Regions from separate parts of the Capra hircus genome. Here region 2 is linked to region 1. Evidence: chromatin contacts called from public Hi-C data. All regions are on one chromosome and are shown on one strand. The core of a region is the stretch at or near the end of the contact, and the rest is flanking DNA. Distances in the headings are between cores, read along the strand shown.

Evidence for each region. A called contact is a pair of places that touch in the nucleus more often than the background predicts.
Region 2: a contact with region 1 is called in a Hi-C map of blood, with 2.4 times the contacts expected there. The contact joins the enhancer-like site here to the promoter of LOC102172376 in region 1. A contact is called at or near these places in 2 of 5 Hi-C or Micro-C datasets (both in blood).

What each region holds. Positions count from the first base shown.
Region 1 is chr17:8,378,069-8,385,993 of ARS1.2, reverse strand. LOC102172376 (cytochrome c oxidase subunit 6A1, mitochondrial) reads left to right here and starts at 3,957. Exons shown (of 3, transcript XM_018061130.1): 1 at 3,957-4,105; 2 at 4,252-4,394; 3 at 5,589-5,882. The coding sequence starts at 4,003. The coding sequence ends at 5,672.
Region 2 is chr17:8,446,836-8,454,760 of ARS1.2, reverse strand. It overlaps MSI1 (RNA-binding protein Musashi homolog 1), which reads right to left. Exons shown (of 14, transcript XM_018061134.1): 7 at 5,115-5,163; 8 at 3,873-3,955; 9 at 3,195-3,312; 10 at 48-128. Among named protein-coding and RNA genes, the nearest start is that of MSI1, 11 kb to the right of the region's middle. Within about 2 kb of position 3,145, at least 1 of the 5 cell types and tissues checked has an H3K27ac peak or open chromatin away from gene starts, as enhancers often do.

The DNA.
Region 1 (7,925 bases), core at 2,708-5,207:
TCTTTTTCTGAATGTTGAGCTTTAAGCCAACTTTTTCACTCTCCTCTTTCACTTTCATCAAGAGGCTTTTTAGTTCCTCTTCACTTTCTGCCACAAGGGTGTGTCATCTGCATATCTGAGGTTACTGATATTTCTCCCAGCAATCTTGATTCCAGCTTGTGCTTCTTTCAGCCCAGCGTTTCTCATGATGTACTCTACATATAAGTTAAATAAGCAGGGTGACAGTATACAGCCTTGACGTACTCCTTTTCCTATTTGGAACCAGTCTGTTATTCCATGTCCAGTTCTAACTGTTGCTTCCTGACCTGCATATACGTTTCTCAAGAGGCAGGTCAGGTGGTCTGGTATTCCCATCTCTTTCAGAATTTTCCACAGTTTATTGTGATCCACACAGTCAAAGGCTTTGGCACAGTCAATAAAGCAGAAATAGATGTTTTTCTGGAACTCTCTTGCTTTTTCAATGATCCAGCGGATGTTGGCAATTTAATCTCTGGTTCCTCTGCCTTTTCTAAAACCAGGTTGAACTTCAGGGAGTTCACAGTTCACGTATTGCTGAAGCCTGGCTTGGAGAATTTTGAGCATTACTTTACTAGCGTGAGATGAGTGTAATTGTGCGGTAGTTTGAGCATTCTTTGGCATTGTCTTTCTTTGGGATTGGAATGAAAATTGACATTTTCCAGTCCTGTGGCCACTGCTGAGTTTTCCAAATTTGTTGGCATATTAAGTGCAGCACTTTCACAGCATCATCTTTCAGCATTTGAAATAGCTCCACTGGAATTCCATCACCTCCACTGGCTTTGTTTCGTAGTGATGCTTTCTAAGGCCCACTTAACTTCACATTCCAGGATGTCTGGCTCTAGGTGAGTGGTCACACTGTCGTGATTATCTTGGTCATGAAGATCTTTTTTGTACAGTTCTTCTGTGTATTCTTGCCACCTCTTCTCAATATCTTCTGCTTCTGTTAGGTCCATACCATTTCTGTCCTTTATTGAGCCCATCTTTGCATAAATGTTCCCTTGGTATCTCTAATTTTCTTGAAGAGATCTCTAGTCTTTCCCATTCTGTTGTTTTCCTCTATTTCTTCGCATTGATCGCTGAGGAAGGCTTTCTTATCTCTTCTTGCTATTCTTTGGAACTCTGCATTCAGATGCTTATATCTTTCCTTTTCTCCTTTGTTTTTCACTTCTCTTCTTTTCACAAGTGGTCACACCAGTGAGCAAATCATAGTCTCTGCCCCAGGCAGACCATAAACCAATAAATATTTAATACAGCAGATGGTGGGAAGTGCCACAAAGATAGCTAAGGCACAGTAAGAAGGACAGAGTGTCAGGGTGGGGAGGAGCTATTTCACTTCAGGGTGGCCTGGGAAGGCCTTCCTGATAAGAGATGACTTCTAAGACAACCCCTGAGTGAAATAAGGAAACAATTCATGCGGCTACCTGGGGGAAAACTCTTCCAGGCAGAGAGATGAGTGTGTATAAAAGTCCTGAGTCAGAGGCATGCCTGGCACGTTCACAGAAAGGCAGGAGGGTCAGTGTCGCTGGCATGAAGTGGGCAAGGGGGCCGGTAGACTAGATGGTGTCAATGGGGCGGCTGGGGACAAGGTGTGTAGGATCTGGCAGCCCACTCTCGGGGCTTTGGCATTTACTCTGAGTGAGATGGGAACCACTGAGGATTTTGAGCAGAGGGGGAAGATGACCAGTGTTAGAGGATTCCCCTAGCTGCTCCCTAAGAATAGACTGTGAAAGTGCCAGGAAGCAGGGAGACCAGTCAGGAGCCTTTGCAATTGTCTAGGTGAGAGCTAATACCTTTGATCAGATTGGGAGCAGTATGTGGTAAGAAATGATCAGATTCTGAGTAGGAATTGTGTGTATAAAAAATAATAATAATAAAGTACAATAAAATAAAATGTGTGGGGGGACTTCCCTGGGGGTCCAGTGATGAAGACTCTGTGCTTCCACAGCAGGGGGCATGGATTTGATTTTGATGGTCAGGGAATTGGATCCCACATGAGAGACAGAGAGAGAAGAGAGTGATCAAAGATAATTCCAAAGTGTTTCACTTGAGGAACCAAGTCACCATTTTCTGAGGTGGGAAGACAATTTATGCAAAGTGCTTGTCATAGATGTGAGCATGAAGTAAATGCTCAGTAAATATTAGCTATTTGTTGTATTGATGACTTTGGTTTCCTGGACTGTCTAAACTCAGTCACCCAAGGCTTTGCAAATGCTGAGCATACTTGGCAAGAATATCATAGGTATCATGCCTGAGGAGGTACTGTGTTCCAAACGTATGACAATCCTTACTTAGCAGTACCACCCTGCAAGATGTATTAAGGTCCTATGGGAAAATAAACATTTGTTGAATTTTTAACATTTCCCAGGCATTGGGTATTTTTTGCTTAATCCTGTCTCTAACACTGAATTGTAAAGTGTATGAGAGAGCTCTTACAGCTCTTGCATACTACTGTATACACCTGGCACCAGGTAGCCACTGTAGTTAGTCTTTACTAAATTAACCATCATTACTATGAATGGAGGTTGAATAACTTCTCCAGGTGGAGCTGTGTCTTAAATTATTGTTTGTCAGACAAAGAAATGAATTAAGTGCATATTACATTCCCACTTTAGAGAAGAGAACAGCTGAGGGCAGACCAGATTTGAACCCAGGATTTCCTGATGCTTGAGCTCAGATCCTTTCCACGGCTACACTGTAGGGCTTCACAGACCCTTTGACTCTTTTCGACGATGCCTAGAGATTTGACTATTGTAATTTCACCATAACATGCAAAAACCCAGGCTACTCAGAGAAAGATCAGGTTGTGAAGCTCTAGTAATATGATCCTGTTTTTGTTTTCATGAAACTGCAGGATGCATTTGTTTTATCTAACTTGCTCAAGGTCATACAGGCTGTGAGGGATGGGAACAAAATATGAATCCAGTCTACCCACGCCAGAGTCTCTGTTTATTCCTCTAAGTAGGGGTTCTTAATTTGGAGCACAGGACTCTTAGGGGGTCTCTGGGTGCACTTTACAGTACCTTCTTCCCCTCTCATTGTGTGCTTAAACTGTGCGTGCTGAGGAGAAGCTGTATTAATATTTTATTTGAGAAAAGGATTCAGAGCTTTCATTATATTTTTAAAGGAACCTATGGTCAAGAAGTTTACTTTCATTTTTATGTATCTATTTTTTAAGATTTTGTTTATTTATTTTTATTTGGCTGCGCTGGGTCTTAGTTGCCACATGCCAGATCTAGCTCCCTGAGGAGGGATGGAACCTGAGCCCCCTGTATTGGGAGGGTGGAATCTTAACCACTAGACCACCAAGGAAGTCTCTCTTACACATCTGTTTTATAACTTTTATTTTTAAAACTGTTTTTAGATGAGCAGAAGAAGAAGAAAAAAGAGGGCAGGAAAGAATTGCAGAGATAAAGTATAAGAAGCGTCAGTTGTTTCCCGTTGCTATTCATTTACTCAACATATTTGTGTTGAGCACCTGTTACTTGCCAGGCACGATCCCAGAGTTTGGGGATGCTGCAGTGGCAAAATCTCTTGTTTCCCCTGACAGATTATAAGCTGTGTGATGCCTACAAAATAATAATGATGACAATTATTATGTCCTAGTGTCTTGAAAAAAAAATAGCGCAGAGTCAGAGGATGAGGAGGGAAAAAGCATTTTAGATAGGGGATTTGTGCTCGGAACCTGTTGATTCGCACGGACTCCAACGAAGGGAGCGACCCTGGATGCCAGGGTGTCCTTCCACAAATCTTTTTTTTTATGCGCTTATCTTAACCGCGGTGCGGACCTTAGGAACAAGGTATGCACACATGAGTGCTGAGCGCATGCTCCCTCTGGCTCCCGCGGCTCCGAGCTTTTAGGTTACAATGCGCAGCCTCCGCGGAAAAGGTACCGCCCACTAGGAACTTCCTTTTGAGGTTGTAGTCCCACCCCCACAGCCAACATTCTATTTCCGCTTCCGGCGCTGCGGCGGACCCAGGTCGAAGATGGCGGCGGCAGCTGGATCTCGGGTTTCTGGGTTGCTGGGTCGTTCCCGGCTGCAGCTGAGTCGGTGTATGTCCAGTGGCGCCCATGGCGAGGAGGGCTCAGGTACTGGGACCGGGGTCGCGGGGCGGGCCTCAGGTCTGCTGAAGAGAAGAGCGGCGGGATTTTGACCTTGGCTTGAGGACTTGGGGGAGGGAGGTGAGACGCGGGCGGCTCCTCGCCCGGCCTGAGCGGTCGTGCCCCCTCTGCAGCTCGCATGTGGAAGGCCCTCACCTACTTCGTGGCGCTCCCCGGGGTGGGAGTGAGCATGCTGAATGTCTTCCTGAAGTCGCACCACGGAGAGGAGGAGAGACCCGAGTTCGTGGCCTACCCCCATCTCCGCATCAGGTCCAAGGTACCCCCTTGCAGTCTCTTCAAGTGTCTGTTCGCCATTCCCCAAATGCCCTAGTCCAAGTTCTTAATTCTCTAAAACGGTGGGTGCCGGGCGTGTACAGTTTCTCATTTAATCCTTCCAAACACATTTTTATTTTCTCCGGCCAGGCCTGAGTTTTCTTTTTTAAGGTCATACAAGTGCCCTTCGGTTTTTTCTTTCTCTGAGTCATCCCACCGTTTACCTTCTGATACTGTTAACAGTTGTCGGTTGTACAAAACTTGGAGGTTTGTGAAATTACCTTAAGCTGGCAGAGTCGGAAGGCTCAGCCTTAAGGTTCACCTCTCTAAAACCTGGGCATCTGACAGCTACTAGTTGCATAACGAAGAGATTGACAGCTTCTCATCTTCACCTCTATGCTAGTTACCACCCTGACTGTGTCATTTTTTGACTCTTGATGTAGATGTTTAACTACTATCTCACTTAGCTCAAGTGGAAAATTAAGCTGGATTCTTAAATTTAGAAAGAATTGATGAGTCTCAGCGCCACTGCCACCCTTGTACAATAGAATTAGAAGGCATACATACAGTGAAATGTCTTAACCTCAGTACCATTGACATTTGGGGCTGGATAATTCTTGTTGGGGCAAAGGGCAGTCCTGTGAGTTACAGGATATTAGCAACATCCTTGACTTCTAACCACTAAGTGGTAGTGGTACCCCCTCTTCAAGATGTCTCCAGATACTGGCCTGTGTCTCCACAAGAGCAGAATCATCCTGGGTTGGAAATCACTGCCCTGGAGCAATGTTTTTCAAAAGTACCACGCAGAATAGTTGAGGGTATGTTGCAGTTTCCAATCCAGAGATTTGTTTCAGGTCCAGAAATCTGCATTGAAGTCAGCATCTCCTCCCCTGTACCCGCCTCTAGCATTCTGATATAGGTGATGGGAGGACTGCACTTTCAGAAACACAGCACTGAGGTTTACAGGGAGAGGCTTGGGAGTACCGAACTTGAGTTTGCCTTTCCTACTGTCCTCTTTACGGGCTCCCCTGGAGTTTATAAGAGCTCTCTATGGGAGCACTGAAACATGGCAGTTATGTAAAGGACGAATTCCCATTTTGTTTTTATGTGTTACCTGTTAACTTGCTCTGTTTTAAGCAGTTTGTGGCAGTGCTGAACTGTTTTCTGGAACTGCCTAATTGCCATCTTCACTCCACAGCCCTTTCCCTGGGGAGATGGTAACCATACCCTATTCCATAACCCTCATGTGAATCCGCTTCCAACCGGCTATGAAGACGAATAAAGAGAACCTGGACCACTACCCAGTGGGGACCACAGCACTGGTCTGGACCATTACTCTGCACGCATGGACCAGAAAAGTATATGGGACCTTAAGCTCACCACTTTGTATCCAGTGATGACCAGTACACTTGAGGACCATTATACTGATCTTCCATCCCTTTGCTTATAGCAGGAGGAGATGGCTTAAATAAACAATTTAGTCATGACCTGAGAGTTGCATTCTTTGGTTGTGTTTTTCCCTCAGAAAGTAGCATTAATATTCTGTTTGTACAGTGACAGTCTGTGACTACTGTTGACAGTGTTTCAGTTCCAGTTCAGGCCTCCCGAAGAACAGTGTTTGTAACAGGCCTGGTCTTGGTTTCTTGTGCCTGGGGTGGGTAAAGCAAAGATCTAAATTGACCTAATTAACAGTCAAAATTGGGTCCTGGCAGACTTTGGATGGCAAAGACACTGGCATTTGCTGAAGGATACTCCCTAAAATCAGAGTTTTCTCCAGAGGGGGCAAGTTCGCATCTTGGGTCCTCTCAGCTCCCTTCAGGCTGGAAGGGTTATAAACTTCTGGAGAAATAAAGGCAGTATGGCAGTATGACACTTCCTGCATATAGTACTGGCTTTGTTTGTTTCTGGAATTAAAATTTTCCTGTAGCCATAAGAATTAGAAGAAACAACAATCAATAATAGTTACAAAATCACCCTTGAAGAGCAATTAAAATTTCCTCTTCAAAATTTAAAACCTTTCAAGTACCTCAGATAGTTGGTCATTTTATGGGCAGGATAAAGTAAAAATAGCGGTAAAGTGGAAGAGAGATACAGAATCTAGGCTTTCTGTAAATCAAGTTTCATATTGTGTGGGCACACAAAATTTTCTGGGTTGGGTATCATTATATAAACATTGAAATCAGTGAAGTTTCCATTTGCTATACCATACTACCTAGCTTAGATAAATCTTCAGAGTATATAAAATTCTGCCCAGTGTACATGAGATGTGTGGGATTCATAGGATGGAAATCGTTCCATAAAATGCACTGAGTTCCAGGAACAAATAATGAATATAAAACTAAATGTTACAATTTATTTTATCTTCATGATTTCAGGCATTACAGGGCAGGGTGAGTAAACAAGGCAAGTAAAGTGACCTCTTCAGCCTGCCTGCCACCCCCCATTTAATCATATGCAGCATTTTGTCATTTTTATGATATACAGGTTGACTTAATTCATTGACTTAAGTTCAAAGCTGGCAGCAGCAAATCTTGGTAATTTAGGATCTTCCTCCATAGCCACTCCAAGGATTTTAATTCCTGAACTACACGAAGTGCTCTGAAATGGTGTTCGCTGCAGCATTCATGTAGCTTTCACATCTTAGTATGAAATCTGACACCTCTTGTTTAGGTAGGAAACTGTTGAAAGCGGTCTTCCTCTTGGCTAACCCAGTCCATCAACAATCTTTAACAGTTAAATTACTATATAAAAATAAAACTGCTTCTAAGCATTGACTGAAACTGTTGTGCTGGGAACCCTTTCTAGAGTATTAGCTCCCTTAGAGAAATGAGATCTTAACCAGTTGCTTCCATGAAACCCCAGCAGAGTGTACGTAATGTCCTTCAAAGAATGGCTCGAGGTGAGGCAACCTTATCCTGACAAGCTTACTAGAGTTTTTATACAAGATATATTTAAAACTGATCCCAGACCAAGTACTGCAATGATAATCCCAAATAATCCCATTATTTAGAATACTGAGTTCCTGCTGTAATGCCAAAGCCAGAAATCTCAAAGAGTGATGGTTCATCATTTTTTACAAATGAGAGATATCAAGGAGGAAAGGAAATTCTTCCCTCCTAAATTCATCAAATCAATGCTATCTTCAGTTTTAATTGACACGATCCAGGGTCCTCAATTTCCTGATTTGAGGAGTCCACTTTCAAGATGACTGTCAAGGTCAAGAAGAGCTTTCAGGCTTTTCTTTGCCATGGCCCATGAACTCCAGTCCTTCAATAGGAATCTCCTTCTCCTTTATCGCTTTCTGATGGAAGAAAACATGATAAAGGGACTACATGAAGCCTGAAGTCAAAACTTTAGAAATACTTTGTAGAATATTTTGTACTTTAGGTACAAAAGTAAATCCAACTGTACCATAAGGACTACCAAACATGACAAACCCGAAGTATGATTATGAAGAAATTAAGTGTAAGACCAGAGAGAGAAGTTGGAGAGTTGTAACAAAATTCAGAAGTGCAATTTAAGCAGTATCACCACT
Region 2 (7,925 bases), core at 1,896-4,395, 70 kb before region 1:
GGAACCGGGGACATGCTGGCAGCAGATGGACACTGGGCAGGACTTACCAGGGAACTGGTAGGTGTAGCCGGGGGCGAGGCCTGTATAACTCCGGCTGGCATAGGTCGTGGCTTGGAAACCAGGGTAACCTGATAAGGCAAGGGGACCAGTGTCAGATGCTTTATCTACAGCACTGTGGGGGAGGATGTATCATGAATAATAATCACATTTACCACATACATACCATCTGCATGCCAAGCCCTATACAAAGCCCCCTGCACACTTTGCTCTCTCCTTAAGAACCCCAAGTGGCACAGTTAGGAGCCTCATTTTATAGGCAGAGAAACTGAGGCTCAGTGAGGTGACACTAGCTGAGAATAACCCTAACCCTTATCGAGGTTCTGCGTGCTCTGGCTCCTGCCTCTATCCTCTCCTCGTCTACACCCTGCCCCTCTCACTCTGCTGTGGCCACCCTGGCCTCCACGCTGCCTTTCGAACTCACAAGCTCCTTCCCACCCCAGGGCCTTTGCACATGATAATTCCTCTGCCTGGGACACTCTTCCTCAGGTTTTCACATGACTATGCCCTTCTCACTGTGCAAGAGGCAGCTCAAATGTCACCTCCTCAGAGAAGTGATCCTGCAAAAGACCTCTCTCTCATCCGTTACAACCGTATTTATCATGTGACTCTCCCTGGTTTTTCCTTTCAATATTTATCATGTCACCCTGGTTTTTTCCTTTCATAGCACTGATGACCAGTATCTGAACTTATCCCAGGATTTCTTCAAGAGCTGATTTTCTGTCTTCCCCATCTTTTATTTCTGTCTCTCCATCACCAGCACAGTGCCTACTAATTAGTATGCATGTAACAGATATGTGCAGCTTGGAAAGAAAGATCACATAGTGAGTAATAATGGTATAATTGGGATTCAAAATCAGATCTGACTGGCTCCAAGTCTCTTAACCATGATTCTCTGTTGGTTAGAGTTGTTCTTTTCTCTCCCCCACCCTCACGTTTTTGGCGGTGGGGAGCTTCAACAAGCACATGTGGGATCTTGGTTCCCCAATCAGAGATCAAACCCATACCCACTGCAGCGGAAGCATTGAGTTTTAACCACTGCACTGCCAGGGAAGTCCCCTCCCCCATTTTTTAAAAGGGGTAAAACCAGATAATAAATTGTTTTGAAAAGAAAATTTTCTCAGAGTTCCAAAGGACACTAAAGAAACAGAACAACTCAATTCAAAAACTGATTCTGGTGGATCTTGTTCTGGAGGACAGAAATAGCTATAAAGGATAGTACTGGATCAACTGATAAAATCAGAAAATAGTATATTAGATTAAAATATTGTATCAATATAAATATATGAAGTTGATAATTATCATGTTTCATGAAAGCACATCCCTAATCTTGGGAAATACACACTGAAGTAATTTACCCTCAAATGATTTAGAGAAAAATCATAAGCATATCATATATGTGTGTGTATGCATATGTGTATATATATATATATATAGTATATATGTTATATATATATACACACATATACTTATGGAGGAATGAGAAAAGCAAATAGGGTATGATGTTAACAATAAGTGAATCTGGGGACTTCTCTGGTGGTCCACTGGTTAAGACATCACCTTAACTCATCATCACTCTTAAGGAATTAAGAGTTCAATCCCTGGTTGTCCCCCAACCAAGTCTAATATCTCACATGCCTCTCAGGCAAAAAACCAAAACATTAAAAAAGAAGCAATATTGTAACAAACTCAATAAAGATTTTAAAATGATCCACATTAGAAAAAAATCTTTAAAAAACTAACAGATGAATCTGGTAAAGGGTATATGGATTTTTTGGTACTACTACTTTACGTTTCCAGTTCTTCTGAAAATGTAAAGTTACTTTCAAATAAAAAGTCAAAAAACAAAAACAAAACTTCAGGAGCAGACAGTGTTCCACTTGGTGGGTATGCTCCTCACCCCCTTTATCTGTGAGCCCATTCCTGACCCTCTAGCCCATGCTATACCCCCTTCTCTGAGTCCTCAGGGCACCCCTCCCCCATCTCCAGCATAAAGACCCCCTTGTTAGTGTTCTCTTTCTGTGTATATACAGCTTGTCTCTCCAGGAAGACTGTGACCTTCTTGGGGTCCCAGCTCAGATTTTTCACCCTTGGTCAAGGGCCCCAAGCACTGCTGACTCCTGTTCATCTTCCAAGGCTCATGGTGACCTTGACCCCCCCTCCGCAGGGAGCTTCCCCAACCCCCAAGTTGATTTAGGTGCCTCCTCGGGCCTCCCACAGCCTCCAGTCAGTCTGTGGTGACACGGTCTGTTTAATCTTGTCTCTCACTTGATGGGAATTACAATGAAGGCAGGTCCTATTTCTCAGAAGCTGCTCAATAAATATTAGTCGAACAAACAAGAGGAAACAGGCTTCTCTCTACCTTCCCAAAGGCCTGTGCGTCTGTAAATGCTGTTCCATCTGCCTGATCATTTTTACCCTCCCCTGCTCCCTGCCCTCCCATGACTTAGCTCCTACTCAACCCTCAGACTCAGCTTAAATATCCTAGTGTCTCCAAGTCTTGGTCAGCTTCTCTATGACCATGCTCCCTTGGCCCTTATACTTCTCCATCCCAAACCTATTATGTTTTTGTTGTTAGTCACTAAGTTTTATCCGACTCTTTTGTGACCCCATGGCTCCTCTGTCCAGGGATTTTCCAAGCAAGTATACTAGAGTGGGTTGCCATTTCCTTCTCCAGGGAATCCTCCTGACTCAAGGATGGAACCCGCGTCTCCTGCATTGGCAGGTAGATTCTTTACCACTGAGCCACCAGGGACTTATTTGTTTTTCCTGCCAGACCATAAAGCTCCAAGGAAAGTCACTGCTGTAATTCTTGGCATAGGGCCTGGCATTTATAGCTGCTCAATAACTACTTACTGGATGGATGAGTGGACAAACAAATTGAACGGTGGGATGGACAGAAGGACCAATTAATAAGGAGCAACTGGACCATTCTTTCGGTCACCACCAGAGGGCAGCAACCCACAACCAAATGGCCCACCTTCGTTAGGATTGCTAGACCTGAGATCCTTGGTCCACACACCTCTTCCCAGACAGGAGGGCAGACCACAGAGGAAAGGCAACACCCACACAGCTCCTGGCAGCCCCAGGTGCAGTTCTGGGCAGAAAGAAGCCACAGGTGCAGGCCTAGCACATACCCAGCATGCCGATGCCCAGCATGAAGGCATCCATCCCGTAGGGCATGACTCGAGACCTCCCCCGGGCCGAGCCTGTTGGTGACATCACCTCTTTTGGCTGAGCTTTCTTACATTCCACCTGCAATGAGATCCGGCAGTCAGTCCCTCCTATAGACCCAGGGTCAGGGACCCTCCTATTCCCTGGCAGGCCTCTTGTTCATTTTGTAGTTACTATTTTTGGCGTGATCGCAATGTGCTAGAGATGGGTTGAGCATGCGGTGGTTCATCAAATGCTTACACCGGCCCTGAGACGGATGGAGGTACTACTGACACTCTCGTTTTACAGATGAGGGAACTGAGGCTGAGAGGGGAAGTCATCTGTCCAATGACTAGACTAGGAAGCGGTGGAATAAGGATTTCCGCCCAAGTCCCTCTGAGCCCACCAGCTGTGCTTTCTAACCGCCATATTCCTGTCCACACTTTCAGGGGGATGAAAAAACTGGCTCTGGCCCACCGACTGTGAGGCCTCTCTGCCTGCCTCCAGAACCTCCAAGCATTCCCTGGCTGACTCAGGCTAGAGCCCCAGTCCCCCTCTGCACATCATGCATAACGTTCCCCACCAGGGATTGAACCCGTCCCCCTTGCAGTGGGAGCGCAGAGTATGAACTACTGCACCGCTAGGGAAGTCCACTTGCTCACCATTTTGTTGTTGATTTCGTGGAAGTGGATTTCACACACTTTCTCCACGATGTCTTCACTCTCAAATGTGACAAAGCCGAACCCTGCAGGGCAAAGGCAAGGTCAGAACCGGGCTCCTGGTCAAAACCCAGCCCCAGGTCATACCAATAGCACTCACTCCCTTCCTACAGGCAAGTGTCTAAGAATTAATGAGAGGCTTCGCCCGCACCCTGGCAACCTCTCAATTACGTGATGAGATAGGATTTCAGTTCCCAAATCACAGAGGTGAAAACCAAGGCTCAGTGAAGTGACTGGCCCAAGATCACATAGCAAATTAGAAAGAGGCAGGGCTGTGACGCAAATCACATTCAACATGCCTTTTCTCTTCCTCAGATGCTTTCCAGAGAAGGAAATAGAAATACTTTAAAAATACACACACACAAATACTTCTAAAAACGTACATGAACATGGACAAGTATATTTTTGTATACAAATATACACACACATACACACCCCTAGATACCCATACATCACAGAAACACTCTAACTAGTGCTCACAAAGGCATAAAGGCCCCTGTGTGCATATGAGTTACCCTGACATGCTAGGTCTACACAACTGTTCAGTATCAAATACCCTCACATGCATAGATACAAACACATACACACACACACACCAGCACATACCCCATTCCCCAAACAGGCTAAAAGGCCCAAAGCTCTGAAGGCACTGGAGAAACCACCCTGCCTCCTCCTGGGTGTGCCCCAGGGGCTGGAATGGTATTTCTCAGAAGGCAAGGCCCTTGGGAAAAAAACAAGCAGGCAGTGCACACCCGGTGGCCCAGATGCTCCCAGATCCAGGGGCAAGGGGGCTGGGCTCGGCCCAGGGGTGGGGCAAGGGGGCCAGTGGCAGGAGCAGACTGTAGAGTCAGCCTGACCCTGGGGTGGCCGGGCCCCAGCTCTGGTTACCAGGGACAAGGTAAGCCCAGCAGACACCGGCTGGGGCGGGGGCGGAGGGCTCAGTTGCAGGGGGAGGAGAGGTCCACTCCTCCGTTCCTCTCCTCTCGGGTGTCTGCAATTCGGCAAGTTTCTAGCACAGGAAACGGCGGGACAAAAGCCTTCTGTAAGGCCAGGCCCGGGAGAGGATGCAGATCCTCGGGGATAGGATGTCAGGAGGCGAGATGAAAGGGCAGCTGTGACCTGTAGCCCCCTGGCTGACCACAGGCCCCCCAGCCCAGCCTAGGAAGGGGGAGGGGCCACACTTACCTCGGTGCCGGTTGGTGGTTTTGTCAAACATCAGCATGGCATCATCCACCTAAAACAGAGCTCCCGTGGAGGACCCACCAGACCCAGGGGTCTCCACCGCAACCCAGGAGCGAGGGCTCCGACACCCACTCCCCTCCTGCCCAGTCCAGGCTTTATCCTCAACCTGCTTCCTGGGTGGGGGATAGCATTCCATCTGCAACCCCACTGGCTGCCATAGCACCCCCGTTCACCACCAGATTCTCCTGCAAATATTAAGCACCCACTATATGCCTGGCACTTTGCCCCACCGTCTTCTCCTGGCATGGTAAGAGCCTCATTCTGTTGATGAGGAAATGGGCTCAGAGAGGTAAAGTCACCTGTCCAGGGTCACACAGCACATCCCAGATCAAGCCTGGGAGGAGTAGGAGGAGGCAGACAGTGGGTGCTAGAGGAGAAAATAGAGGAGTAAGATAGGAGATGGGGAAGTGAAAGCCTCTCTCCTACTTGCAAAAGGCCAGGAGGCCAGCAGCCACTCCAGTCAGACCCAACTCCCCTCTCCTTGTACTGATCTTTTCCTCTAATTGAGGTTTCCTTTTGCTAGAGGCTGTAATTAAAGCAAGTAGAGTTCAGTGCTTGGGCTGCTGGCCTCCCACTGACTGGGGGAGGGGAGAAGGGTGGAGGAAGGGGGAGGTTCTGCATTATTCCCCATCCCTTGGACCCCAAGTCTTCTCTTCTTGCTGCTCCCTCAAGGCATCCTCTTGGATGCACGGACAGCCACAGGCCTTCTCTTCCCTTCCGCAGTCCCAGCTTCCCTCTGCCTACATCTGCTGCTTCCTCCTTGCCCTCTTAATTCTTCAGCCAATGTCAGCTGTCTCACGGGGTTAAGCTAAGGTCGGATTCATCCTGGGTGGAATCAAGGGCTGCCTCTGACACTGCCTCTCCCCATTCCACCTCCCACTCCAGCTGCTGACCCTCCCCCAAATGGTCAGACACCCAAGGGATCAAGGAAAACTTCCTGAGGCCTTGGGGCACAGCCTCTTCCCCACTCGCCTTTGCTCTCTTTCCAGGCTGTCATCCGCCTTGTTAAAGTGGAAAGGGCGGCCTCTGAGCTGGGTGGTCCTCCAGCTCTTAGGCACCAAGCAGCAATCAGGCCCCGGACTTTCCCCAAGGAGAACCAGGATCCCCCCACACCAGTAAGTCAGGAGGCAGCTGGGTCCCCCTGGAGAATCTCAGGAGAAAATGACATCTCTCTGCCCAAAGAGGCGCCTGACCTAGGGCCGCACAGCTCGGTGTCACCCTTGCTGCCATCCTTATGGACCCATTCTGAGTCCCAAATCAGCTCAGCCGTCCAAACTGGATGGACACTTCATGTTTGGCACAGAGAAAAGAGAAACCCGGAAAGGGGGAGCTTGTGATAAAAGCATAGGCTTTGAGTAGGACCGGCTGGAGCTGGAAAGTAACCTTGGCCAGCAGCTTTAGGTCTCTATGATTCAAGTTCGTTATCTGTCAAATGGGGCGTTAGCTGTGTCTTATAGGGAGGCGTTAAAGGAGATCTGCATGCAACACTCCTAACTCACAGCACCCGGGATAGAGTAAGCGCTTAATAAACAGCAGCTGTTATTATTATTAGTACCTTTACTAGAGAGGGGCTTGCCCACAGTCACATGGGGCAGGCTGGCGAAGCTAGAGAGTAAAAGACTGCACACCACTGGCTTTGAAGGCTCCATGAAGGCAGCGCCAGGTCAGTCATGACCACCCTATCCATCACGGGACTTGTGCTCCCTGATTACTTTTTGAACAAATGAATAGATGAACCCAGCCACACCCTCCTTCCCTATCCCGCTGCTGAGTTCCTGATTCAGCCCAAATCCACCGCCCTTCCTCCAACCAACCCCCGTCGCTCCACCAGCCCTGGCCACCCCCCACCTTTCAACCTGGGCCTTGGCTGGACAGACCCGGAGTAGGCAAGGGGGGTTGAGGCCAGGGCATAGAGCAAGGAAAAGTGGTTGGGGGTCCAGGGCTGGACCCCCCACTGGCGTCCCCTCCTGGGGCCAGCAGAGGGGAGGGAGGCTCCCAGCCCAGTGTCCTTAATAGGCTTTGGTCTCCATGGGAACCCGGGGGCAGGGGGGCTTGGGCGAGGGGGGGGGAGGGGAGGCGGCCGAGGCCTGCTGACCAGTGGGAGCCGCCAAGTTCGGCGGCCGCTAAGCCTGAGTGGCAGCCATGGCGGCTGACCATTGTTCCCCCCTCGGCGGCGGCCCCTCGATCCGGGCGGGGGGCCCCCCGCCGCGGGGCCCTTGGCATTCCCGGCTGTCCCCCTCGCTCCCTGGCAGCCTATTCTCCGGCTCCCCCTGGCCTCCCCGGGCCGGTTTCACATGCCAACGCCGATTTAGGCCCGAACAAAAGACGCGGCCGCTGACGGCTTCTCCTGGGGCCCGGTTGCCATGGCAACGCCGGCCCCGGGGGCAGGCGGCCTCCAATCACAGCTGCTGGATCAGATTAGTGCGAGCTCTAATGCTCGGCGCTCAGACACAAAGACACCCCACCGGAGCCCGAGCGGGGCCTGCTGCTTCCCAGGAGCGCCCTTCCCTCTGGGGCCCAGGCCGCCCGACCTGCCCTGGATCCGGTACCCGGGTCCCTGCGGAGGTGCCTTGAGCCTAGGCCTCTGGCTCCGGCATCGCCAGCATACGCTGGCCAGGGACCTCCCACCGGCTCGCCTTCTACCCTAGAGGCAGGGGGCTGGAAACCCACCCAGTCACCAGCTAATGTCCCATTCCCAAGCCACGGTTCTCCTGTGCCTTGCACCTTATACAGGGAACCGAAAGGGCCTTGATG